2 separate regions of the Zea mays genome follow, and region 2 is linked to region 1. A link is a contact called in public Hi-C data. All regions are on one chromosome and are shown on one strand. Each heading gives the region's core, a stretch centred on a gene start, on an enhancer-like site or on the middle of the called end of the contact. The rest is flanking DNA. Distances are from core to core; before and after follow the strand shown. Region 1 holds the start of LOC100193924. Region 2 holds the start of LOC100280728 (VQ motif family protein).

Region 1 (5,257 bases), core at 1,311-3,810:
TGAGTCTGAGTGGTTTCAGGGTTTCTGAAGCGGGCAAGTCGCGCGAGGACATCAACGGACTCAGTGATCTGCTTGGTCTTGGTAACCAACTCAGAGAGAAGAGATGCGATAACAGCAACATGCATCGCTCGCGCCAGATCCGCACCCTCTGATAACCCGTCTCTGAGGCCTTTCGCCGCTTTGATCGCTGCAGACACGTGGACGCTGGCTGGGGACGGTACAGTCGTCATCGTCCGCATCGCTGCTGTGAGCTCTCGGAGCGCCTTGGCCGAGTGCAAGCTCATCTGGCGGCATGCTGTTCGAACCTGCTGTGAGCATAGCTCCGGATGCGCTTCAGGATACTGCAGTGAGCAGGGAGAATCTAGTAGGGAAGTAGGATGGTTCTTTGTATGTAATCTAATCCATTGATCGCGAAGTACGTTACGTAGATGGATGGATCGATCTGCAGTTACCTCGGTTCTTGCTAGGGTGACGACGTAGGAGGAGAGAGCCTCCATTGAAGAAGCGCACTCGCGACAAAGAGCGCCGAGCTTCTGGTATTGGCTCCATGGATGTCGCAATTTGAATTTGCCATGGCATGGCTCCCACTTGGCGAAGTTGCACTGCGGGGGGTTTTGGGAACACATGCCATTGGATCGCATTTACTTCTATGTATATTTTTTTTCTGGATTCAGGAGCTTTGGTGCCCAACAGTACCATTTTAGATTGTGTCGGCCACATTTTCTAATTTATACATTTAAATCAATTTATTACAAAAAAACAAGTTCAATAATTTAATCTAATGTTAGTTATTATACAACATAAAATCTCGATAATTCTAGATATATCTAAAGCTAAAAGTATTTAATTTCTCAAGAGGGAGACTGGAGAAACAAGGTTAGGTGTAGGCATCGTTTGCAAAGTGAAGTACTAGGCACTTACCAAAGAGTCTTCAGTGGCCTTGGAGTTGAGGACGCTCTGGTACACTTGGAGAAAGGGTTTAGCTTCCAAATTCTCGAATGTAGCGTTCTCTCTGAAGCATTCAGATTCGATTCCTGCATGCGTACGTGTACAACTTTTAGCCCAAACTCTAGCATGTTCCGAAACTACGGTAAGTTATTCTCTTTTCTTTACGAACTTCCTTGCTTCGGTGACACTGGATTTCATAGATTGTAAGTGCGTTTCTTTGACTAATTGGCAAACTCAACATTACAAATATGTTTATTACATATATATATATATAATATATATATAACTATACTATCTTAACCAATTTATCTCTAATTAAATTATGTTTATTAAAACAGAATTTAATTCTAAGAATTTAAAATGGGACTTTTTAGGTCTAGTTTGGGAACACTAATTTTCCATGTGATTTTCATTTTCCAAGGAAAATTAGTTCATTTTCCCTTGGAAAAATGAAAATCCCATGGGAAATTAGTGTTCCCAAACTAGCCCTTAGAGATTGGTTTATCTGTAGATATATTTCTGAGCTAGGGGAGCGAGTACACGTACGTGCGTGAGGCTGTAACTTTTTCGAACGAGTGGTAGGTAGGTTTGTACCTTCCAAGAACTCCGCCAGCTTGTTGAGGTTTGCGATGGCGAGCTTGTGGAGGCCCTCACCGGCCCAGACCGGGAAGACGAAGATGGTGGTGCAGAGGCAGGTGGCGACGCCGACGGCGATGGTGGAGAAGCGGCGGTGCGCGAGGCGGATGAGCTCGTCGACGCGGTAGCTCGACACGGCCACCAGGCTGAAGGTGAGGATGAAGATGGTCACGCCGTAGTCGTACCGCGCCTTCACCTCCGGGATGAACCGCGAGAACGTCGCCGCCGACGCTGCAAGAAGTGCATGCAACACAGCATTGCATATGCATGCGTGCGGTGCGGTAAAAATGGTCGGCCAGCAGGTACGTACACAGTAAGAAGACGAAGATGGCGAGCAGTACGGGCTCTGCCTTGTCCCCACACATGTAGGCCACCTTGTGAGCCCCGACGGCGATGAAGCCGGCGACCAGCGTCCCCGACGCTCTGTTCAGGCCTTTGCACAGCGTGCCACCTGTCACCCGCACCATCTTCTTTTTAAACTCATCACATATACAGGAGCAGTAATAATTTATAATCTACTGCATCCATATGTTGTTGATATATATATTTTTGTCATCTACTACCACCTTCCAGTCGGCTATAGCTAGCTACTTATACTTGTGTTGCGATGAAACGATGGCGCGCAACACCGTACCGGCCGTACCACGACGTACGTACCGACGGTGTACTCCATGACGACGACGACGGTGAGCACGGCCCACATGGTGGAGGCCCCCCAGCTGTTGAACAGAGGCCTGACGTAGTAGAGCACGGACACCAGCGTGAGCGCCAGGCCGACCTTGACCGAGTGCGCCACCCGCCGGGGCTCGTCCCTCGCGATCCTGCCCAGCCTGCCGGCGAGCCCGACGGCCTTGCCCCGGAGCACGCCCGCCGCCCAGCGGAGCAGCTCCCAGCACCTCGCCGCCCGGAACCCGCCGCCGCCGCCTCCATTGGCACCGCTCTCCGTCTGACCACCAATCTCCATGAACGCTCGATCCGTTCTGACTGTCTGAGCACGCTGTGGTGTCTAGCAGTCTGACTGTCTGAGCATGGGGGTGCTTTGTCTGTGCGCGCGGGGAGGGCTTATATAACCGGAAGAGAGGAGGAGATCAGTGCCTCGCTAGCCCGCCCCGGCCGGCCGGCGGGGCTTGGGGACGGATAGTGGGGCACCGCAATGCGGCAGACAGAAGCGTGTACGCAGCGTGGCCGCCTTTTTCTGGGGAATCTTGACTTGCGATGTCGGCGTCTCCCTGCTTGTCTCTCGCCAGCCCTTCAGCGTGCGTGGTCTGGTTGCTCGATCTTGCCCTGTTCGTGCAAGTGCAGACTCGAAGGCAAACCATGCCGGCCGGGTCGTTTTGAGCTGCGACTGCGACCTGTTTTCTGGTTCAAGTCTGTGGTGTCGGCGAACATGATTCACCGGTTTGTCCTTGTGTGCAATGGCAAGCCTGCAGCACGGCGAGGCGATTGTGCAGGCGAAGGAATAGTTTAGCAACACAATCGATCTCGATCTCTGCCTTTTGACCTGTATACACATGTCTGCACCCGGGGTACTGGTCGGACGAGGTAGAATGCATCTTGGATTCTGTTAGGATCCTTCCAGCGGATTGTATTGATTCAACTCAAGCAGTAGCGATTACAGCAGGATAATGGAAGAAGTGAGATAACTTGGATAAGAAGAACTTGGTAACTTTGTTCATGCCCGCCGCCATGCCACAACCGGCACACTGATGGAGCGTTTGGTTAGAGAGTCAACTAAAATGGAGCGGCTCCGTTCTAGTTTTTGATAACGAATCCGCTCTATTCTGCGTTTGGCAAGCAGAACAGAGTCACTTCATTTTTTGTTTGATTGAAGAGTAGAATAGAGTGGAGTAGCTTCGTCCTTTGTTTGGTTGGATAGTCATATGAGTTTAGAGGGAGAGGGAGGAGAGCGCTCACGTTCAGGAGAGCACTCGCATCCAATCGTTTTGTTAGAGTGAGAGCATTCCAATTATTTATGGTAATTTTCCATATGTAGATCCTAGTAGTCGTTCCGTTTTTATTTTGGTGGAAACCAAACATCCAAAAAAATGAGAATAGAGCCGCTCTATTCTACTCCACTTCTCAACCAAACGCACCCTAAATACGCCACTCGGGTCCCTGGAGCCGCACATTCGCTTCACACTGACACGTTGAAAGGGAAATGAGCCTAATCATTTCCTATAATCGATTTTGGTGTTTGACGTCCATCACAAACCACGTGGACTAACTAGTTTGCCTAGTCATCATTTATGTCAGGTGCATAAAGTTCAACGTAAACAAAGGAAGAAGTTAAGTTGGGGAGTCAACAAAATTTAGAGCAAAGACAAGAAATGGTGGTGCCATTGGCGCACTGGACACTGTCCGGTGTGCACCGAACACTGTCCGGTGCCCCAGGCTGAGCACCATCCAAACTGGCCACTCTCGGGTTTTCCAGGGACGCGCTCCGCTATAATTCACCGGACTGTCCGGTGTGCACCTGACATGCCCGGTGAGCCAATGGAGCAACGGTCACCTACGCTCAATGGTCGACTACGTGAACAGTAAAAGCGCATAATGCAGAAGTCAGAGGTCAGAGCAGCGAAGTCAGAACGCACCGGACATATCCGGTGTGCCACCGGACTGTCCGGTACAACTACAGGACAAAGGACTGTAACGGTCAACCGCTCCAAACCCCAACGGGCCGCTGACATGGCACGCACCGGACTGTCTGGTGCGCCATCGACAGCAACGACTAGAATAGTGGTTGGGGCTATAAATACACCCCAACCACCACCATTCAAGCCATCCAAGTTTTCTGAACTTCACATTCAATACAAGAGCAATAACATTCACTCTAAGACACATTCCAAAGATCAAAACTTCTCCAAGCCCCAAAATCAACTCAATTGCTTAGTGACTTGAGATAGGGTGTTTTTGTGTTCTTTTGTTGCTCTTGTTGCTTGGATTGCTTTCTCCTTCTCATTCTTATTTCTCTAAGTGCTTTGTAAAGCTAGCAAGAGACACCTAAGTTTGTGGTGATCCTTGCGGGGTCTTAGTGACCCAAGTGATTAAGGAGAAGCCTCGACCGGTTTGTGTGACCGATTGAGAGAGGGAAAGGGTTGGAATAGACTCGGCCTTTGTAGCCTCCTCAACGGGGACTAGGTTCTTTGGAACCGAACCTCGGTAAACAAATCACCGTGTTCACTTGTTGATCTTCACTTGATTTTTTTCCCTCTTTCCTCTCTCTAAAAGTTCCCTTGCTCATTGTCACACCCGGGTTTTAGGGGTCCAAAACCCGGGCGCGAACATAAACACCAGGTGTGCTGGGACCAAGTCTCACACATATGATGCATAGTGGCACAGGATCGAATGTCACATCTTTACTATATAACAGGAGTTCTGTACAAAATAAATAGATAATTACATTATAAGGAGACAACGGTCCAGCAACCCAAAGTTGACTGGGAGACGATGGCCTAGACCACTCACGAACTCATCACAGCATCCTTCATGCACCTCATCCTGTGGTACCTGCTCTTGACCTGTGGGGGGGGTGTGAGACAGCAAGAGTGAGCTCACATACGATCATAGCTCAACAAGTTGTGGGGAATAATGTGCATGAACTCGCCAAAGGTGGGAGCTCACGTGAAGTGTAAGGCTTACCAAAGGAGATGGTTAGAGCTGAGCATTGCTTTTA
Region 2 (5,257 bases), core at 1,358-3,857, 170 kb after region 1:
TGTCTTTGATGAGATGAAAATCTCACACACCTGGCTCATAGCTTGTGCCCATTTATGAGGTTTCTTCAAGGTTGATCCTCCTTATCATCTCTAACAATCTTTCATTGACCTTCAGCACCAAGGACAATAAGTCCTAGGTCATTTCTGCCACCCGCACCTCGTCAACCTTGATAACCTCCTCCTTGCGCTACCACACTACTCCGATGGTCGCACCAGGGGACCACCACAAGCATCGACGGATGACACGGGCGCATATGAAAGAAAAGACGATCGGGGAAAAGCAACATAGGCAAGGGTAATGCACTAGGGATGAGAGCCTGAGACCACCACACCTCCATTGCCTCACGGACGAAAATGCGGGAAGGATGGTGGACATGTCGAACAACACTGATGTGTCGCTGGAGACGAAGGCGATGATGGCAGTCAGAGAGGGTAGGGAGATCTAGGAACGCAGGAGGAGCAGCTCTTGGTCGTGGAACACCAGGAGCGTCAGCAACATCATGGGCTTGGAGGCCTCGTAAATATATTCGAGCCCTTCTCTCCGTCTGTGGTGTTGCATGTAGCTTCTCCAGACGAGTGTGGCTCGCTGACAATGACGGTCCTTAGATTTTGGAGGCCCGGGACAAGATTTAAAATAGAGGCCATTCTAATTCTTTTTATATACAAATATTATCAATATAAGCACTTAAGATATATAAAAATATTTATGTCAAGCAATAAGTAAATAAAAAGATACATATTACAATATTACCTTAAAAGTTTCTTCTAACATGTTTAGATAAGATCGGATTGTGAACACGTCGTAGCAATAAACTATTTGGTACTTCATTGCTAAACTATTATGTCATACACTAATAGTCTAACTGTTGAATTTATATTTAGGATTAGGGCCCTATAGATCTGGGGGCTCGGGGCGGTCGCCCCTCTGCCCCACCCCTAGGGCCACCGCTGCCCGCTGGTTATGGCTTGCGTCGACGTACACAGACAACTTCCAATTAGAGCAGGACAGGATGAGGAGAGCAAAGGCTAAGAGCCCCAACACCACTGCTAGCCCACCGAACAGGTATGACATCGACGACTCCCACGGGAAGTGCAGCATGTCCCGTTCGCCATCGCCGCCAAGACCCGCTACATGTCCCCACGCCGCACGCTCGGTTCTAGTGAGATGCTTTTGCGCCGCTGCATCTTCCCGACGCAGCCTAATATAGGCGCCTTGGCCAGTAGCTACAATGTGGTGACTAGCGAGAGCGATGCTCACAGGGCCCTGCCTCTGGCCTTCCTTGGCTCTTGGTGTTGGTTCCCTCTTTCTGTGATGTGACTTTAATGCCGAGGAAGAAGGTAAATACCTGCTAAAGGATTTGTTTCGTCCCGTTCGGACACAATACAGATCCGAACAATGATTATGTCTTTAAGAGAAATGCTTTTAAAAGGTTTATGAACAGACAAGTTTAAGGACCGGAAGTGCATTTTACTCAAGGAGGGACAGTCATCCGCAGGAGTCCTTCGGTCGGCCAGAATTCTAGAAGACAGTGAGCTACATGACAAGATCCAACCCTCTTTCGCCTTGTCCAACCTCTCGGACTTGTGGCCCTTGCCTGGTCTATAAATGGAAGGGGACAACAACGATCGAGAACCGACAACAAACTATCACAAAAGTAGCCAACACACCTCTAATCGCACAGAGCACTACATCTCCCGTTCACTCGCTTGCTCACCAGAGACTTAGGAGTTAGGAGCTCCTCTCCCTCAATCAAGTTGTAACCCGCTGTTGCAGGCTCAGTGCAGGCGGGTAAAGCAAGTCGCCTAACTGGACGTATGAATATCCAATCGAAACCATTATAACTTTTGTGTCCTCCTTGCTCACGATTCACACCATACGCGCAAAATAAGTATTCAGATTACTAACCCGGTGATTTCGAAACACTGTCAAGAAGTATACGCAGCTAACCAATCACTTGTTATGATTTCGTGTAAACCAATGGGAGAGGATGAAATTCCGTTGTGGCTTGAAAGAGTCGCCGAGTCGTCGAAAGGAACGGAATTTTTTTTTTGACCTAGCAACGCATTCGCATTGCAACCCCCCTCCCCCCGGGCCATATATCGATGCCGTTCTTTGTCGTTGTACACTCGCACGGCGACGGGCGACGGGCCTGTTTTACAACGAAATCTGTCAGGTCCGGGCCGTAGCAGCAGGAGAGAACGAGGAAGGAGAGCGAAGGGCAGACAGACAGACAGCAACGCAAGCCGCAAAATGAGGAAGGCAGAATCGGACGCTTCCAAATGGACGTGCACAAGCCCACAGCACACCCGCGTGGTGGAGTCCGCGGGACGAGTTCTCCGCCCGTCCCGCGCGTGCTACCATTTTTGGCCTGGCCACGCGGAGGCGAGCCGAGTCCACTGGCCAAGTGCCGCTGCCGCCCGTGCACTCCCAATTCCAACGACGCCGTCCCAGAAACCAATGCACCCGGACGTAAAAAAAACACCTCTGCCGTAAAACAAAAAACCCACATAGCCACACCACACGTCGCATTGATTTTTGCCTCCCGGAGCTCACCCGCCCACAGGCACTCCACTCCACCCCACCACCAGGCCACACCACTCCGTCTCCTCCCGGTCCCGGCCTCCCCCCTTCCTTTCCCCTCATGCTGAATTCCCATTCCCGGCCCGATCCCCGCTCCCCGTTCCTCCACCACGGCCTCGCCCACGCCGCCGCCGTGACGGAGCACGGGGACCGGGCGCGGGGGATGGACCCTCCATCGTCGTCGGGCCGCCCCACCACGCCGCGCCGGCAGCTGCAGGGCCCGCGCCCGCCCAAGCTCAACGTCAGGGCGGAGTCGCACGCCATCAAGAAGCACTCGGGGTCGGGGGTTCCGGCCCCCGGGCGGGCGCCCGTCATCATCTACGACGCGTCGCCCAAGGTCATCCACGTCAAGCCCAGCGACTTCATGGCGCTCGTGCAGCACCTCACGGGCCCCGGTGGGTCCGGCACGCCGCCTCCGCCGCCGCAGCAGCACGAGGGCCACATGGTGGACGACGACGGCGGCGGCGGCGTCCCGCTGGGGCAGGCGTTCCTGCCCCCCGAGCTGCTGCTGTCGCCGTCCGCCGCCATGTCCCCGGCCGCGCGCCTGGCCACCATCGAGCGCTCCGTGCGCCCCATGCCCGCGGCGGCGCCGGCCTACGGCGCCGACGACGGCACCCTGGCGGCGGCTCTCGGCCCCGCGCGCCACCCGGGCATCCTGTCCCCGGTGCCGTCCTCGCTGCCGCCGGCCGCCGCGTGCGGGCTGTTCTCGCCGCTGCCCTTCGACGACCCCGGCAGCATCAGCTGGCTCAACGAGCTCAGCCCCATCCTCCGGGCAGCAGCGTCCGCGGCCAACGCCGGCGCCTCTTCGTCCGGCACCGGCCCGGGCAACGGCCCGCCGCCTCCGCCGCCGCCGGCCTACTACTGCGACCCGTTCGTCCCCAGCCCCCGCAACCTCCTCGCCACGCCCACCGTTCCCTCGCCGGCCACGTGCGCGGAGTTCTTCGGCAGCCTACCGGATCTTTAGCTCGGCGCCCCTCCGCTTGCGTCCAGGTCCAACCAAGACAGATATGCAGCGCCGGCCCAAACTTTTGCGACATTTTTCCACAATTTTTCCTCTCTCTATCTCTCTTCTGGAAGGTAGGGGCAAGTTGGTGTTGGTGGGCCCGCCACTGATGCTAATTTGATTAGTGCAGAAAGGACGTGAGAACAGAAAAAGTTTTCCGGTAGCAGTAGTAGCAGCAGATGACTACTAGAAGCGGCCGGCCACCACACCCACATGCCTTTGTTTATTTCTTCTTTTCCTTTAGATTTACACCTCTTGTGTAGGCCAAGGAAATGGTTGTTGTCGGCTTAATGATGGATTTGTTAATTCTTTACTAACTCAGTGATGCGCTTATCATTATGTCATGCTGACCTGGTGCGTTGTAACCGAACTCACTATGTAAACAGTTGGGGGCAAAATCTGTTCCGCACCGATTTTTACATTTACCTCACTCGTATTCTTATTTCCAGACAATTGTGAAAACGAAATGAAAACGGGACGACCCGTATTAATACGACATTACACTGTATTCAACTATGCTATATCCCGTTTTACATTGTTAGTCAGTCCACTGCCTTGGTCTGCTCATAAGATGCATCCTGAATTTCTGTATGCAAAATTATATCTTATATTTCTATATATAAAATTACAGTACGACATGGACATAGAGAGGAAGGACCTCGAGCGGGATGGTTTTTAAATTAAGTTACTATGGTACGTGTGGTTGATTTATATGAACTACCCGTGCGCTTGTGCAATTATGGGTGTTGTCGGTGTTTCGTACCTCGGTTCGACAAGTAAATTTCTTGTGCGTGTTTCAGGGCTCCGGAGGGTGTGCGTGGAGGACGCAAAATTTATAATGGTTCGAACAGGACGTCCCTACATCATATCGTCGATGGCTTGCGCTACCGACACCATTTATGATCAAACTCATAATAAGAGTTACAAGCGGCCGAGAGAGGGAGGAGGGACTCTCAGATCTCTTATCGGGGTGGAAGTGGAGCTTAGAAGCTGAGAGGTGGAGTCCTAGCTAAGTCTTGGCTTAGCGGGCCTCGGTTCTCCTAGTCCTCATCGGCGCTTTCCTTTGCTCGAAACCTCCATTTCCCTTTTAGTTTGAGACTACACACATAAGCTTGAAAACATGATTAGTCTCAAAAGTTCAAGTTGTAGACCATCCTCCCCCTAAATATGTGCATATAAGTGTAGAATACTTGTTTAGCTTATACACTTGGACTTGTGAGGTCTGGTGATGATTTCCTACAAATTGAACCTTGGTACAACCAAAATACGAACAATTGAAATAGTACCAATTGAAAGAGATAGAAATGATCAAAGGTGTAATAAATGAGCAATGTGTGCAATATTTTAATCCATATTACGAGAATCAAGAATATTTAGTTCACTCCAAAACTCACAAAATTGTTTTTCATTCGAAGGCATAGTGAAGATATCAGCTAATTGTTTATGGGTGCCCACATGGTCTATAACGATATCTCCCCTTATGAGTGATCTCTTAGAAAGTGATACCAGATGTCTATATGCTTAATGCGGTCATGATCAACAGGGTTATCAGCCATTCGGTTAGCACTCTTATTGTCACATAGGAGGGGGACTATGTTCAGATTGTAGCCAAAGTCCTTGAGGGTTTGCCTCATCTAGATTAATTATACACAACAATGTCATGCAATAATGTA

What was found. A called contact is a pair of places that touch in the nucleus more often than the background predicts.
Region 2: a Hi-C map of ear shows a contact between it and region 1, with 2.2 times the contacts expected there. The contact joins the promoter of LOC100280728 here to the promoter of LOC100193924 in region 1. A contact is called at or near these places in 1 of 25 Hi-C or Micro-C datasets (ear) and 1 of 3 datasets of contacts at active chromatin or transcription factors (leaf).

What each region holds. Positions count from the first base shown.
Region 1 is chr10:117,494,842-117,500,098 of Zm-B73-REFERENCE-NAM-5.0, forward strand. LOC100193924 reads right to left here and starts at 2,561. Exons shown (of 6, transcript NM_001138996.1): 1 at 2,242-2,561; 2 at 1,895-2,035; 3 at 1,543-1,815; 4 at 922-1,034; 5 at 453-602; 6 at 1-341. The coding sequence starts at 2,548.
Region 2 is chr10:117,667,708-117,672,964 of Zm-B73-REFERENCE-NAM-5.0, forward strand. LOC100280728 (VQ motif family protein) reads left to right here and starts at 2,608. Exons shown (of 1, transcript NM_001165633.2): 1 at 2,608-3,978. The coding sequence starts at 2,643. The coding sequence ends at 3,545.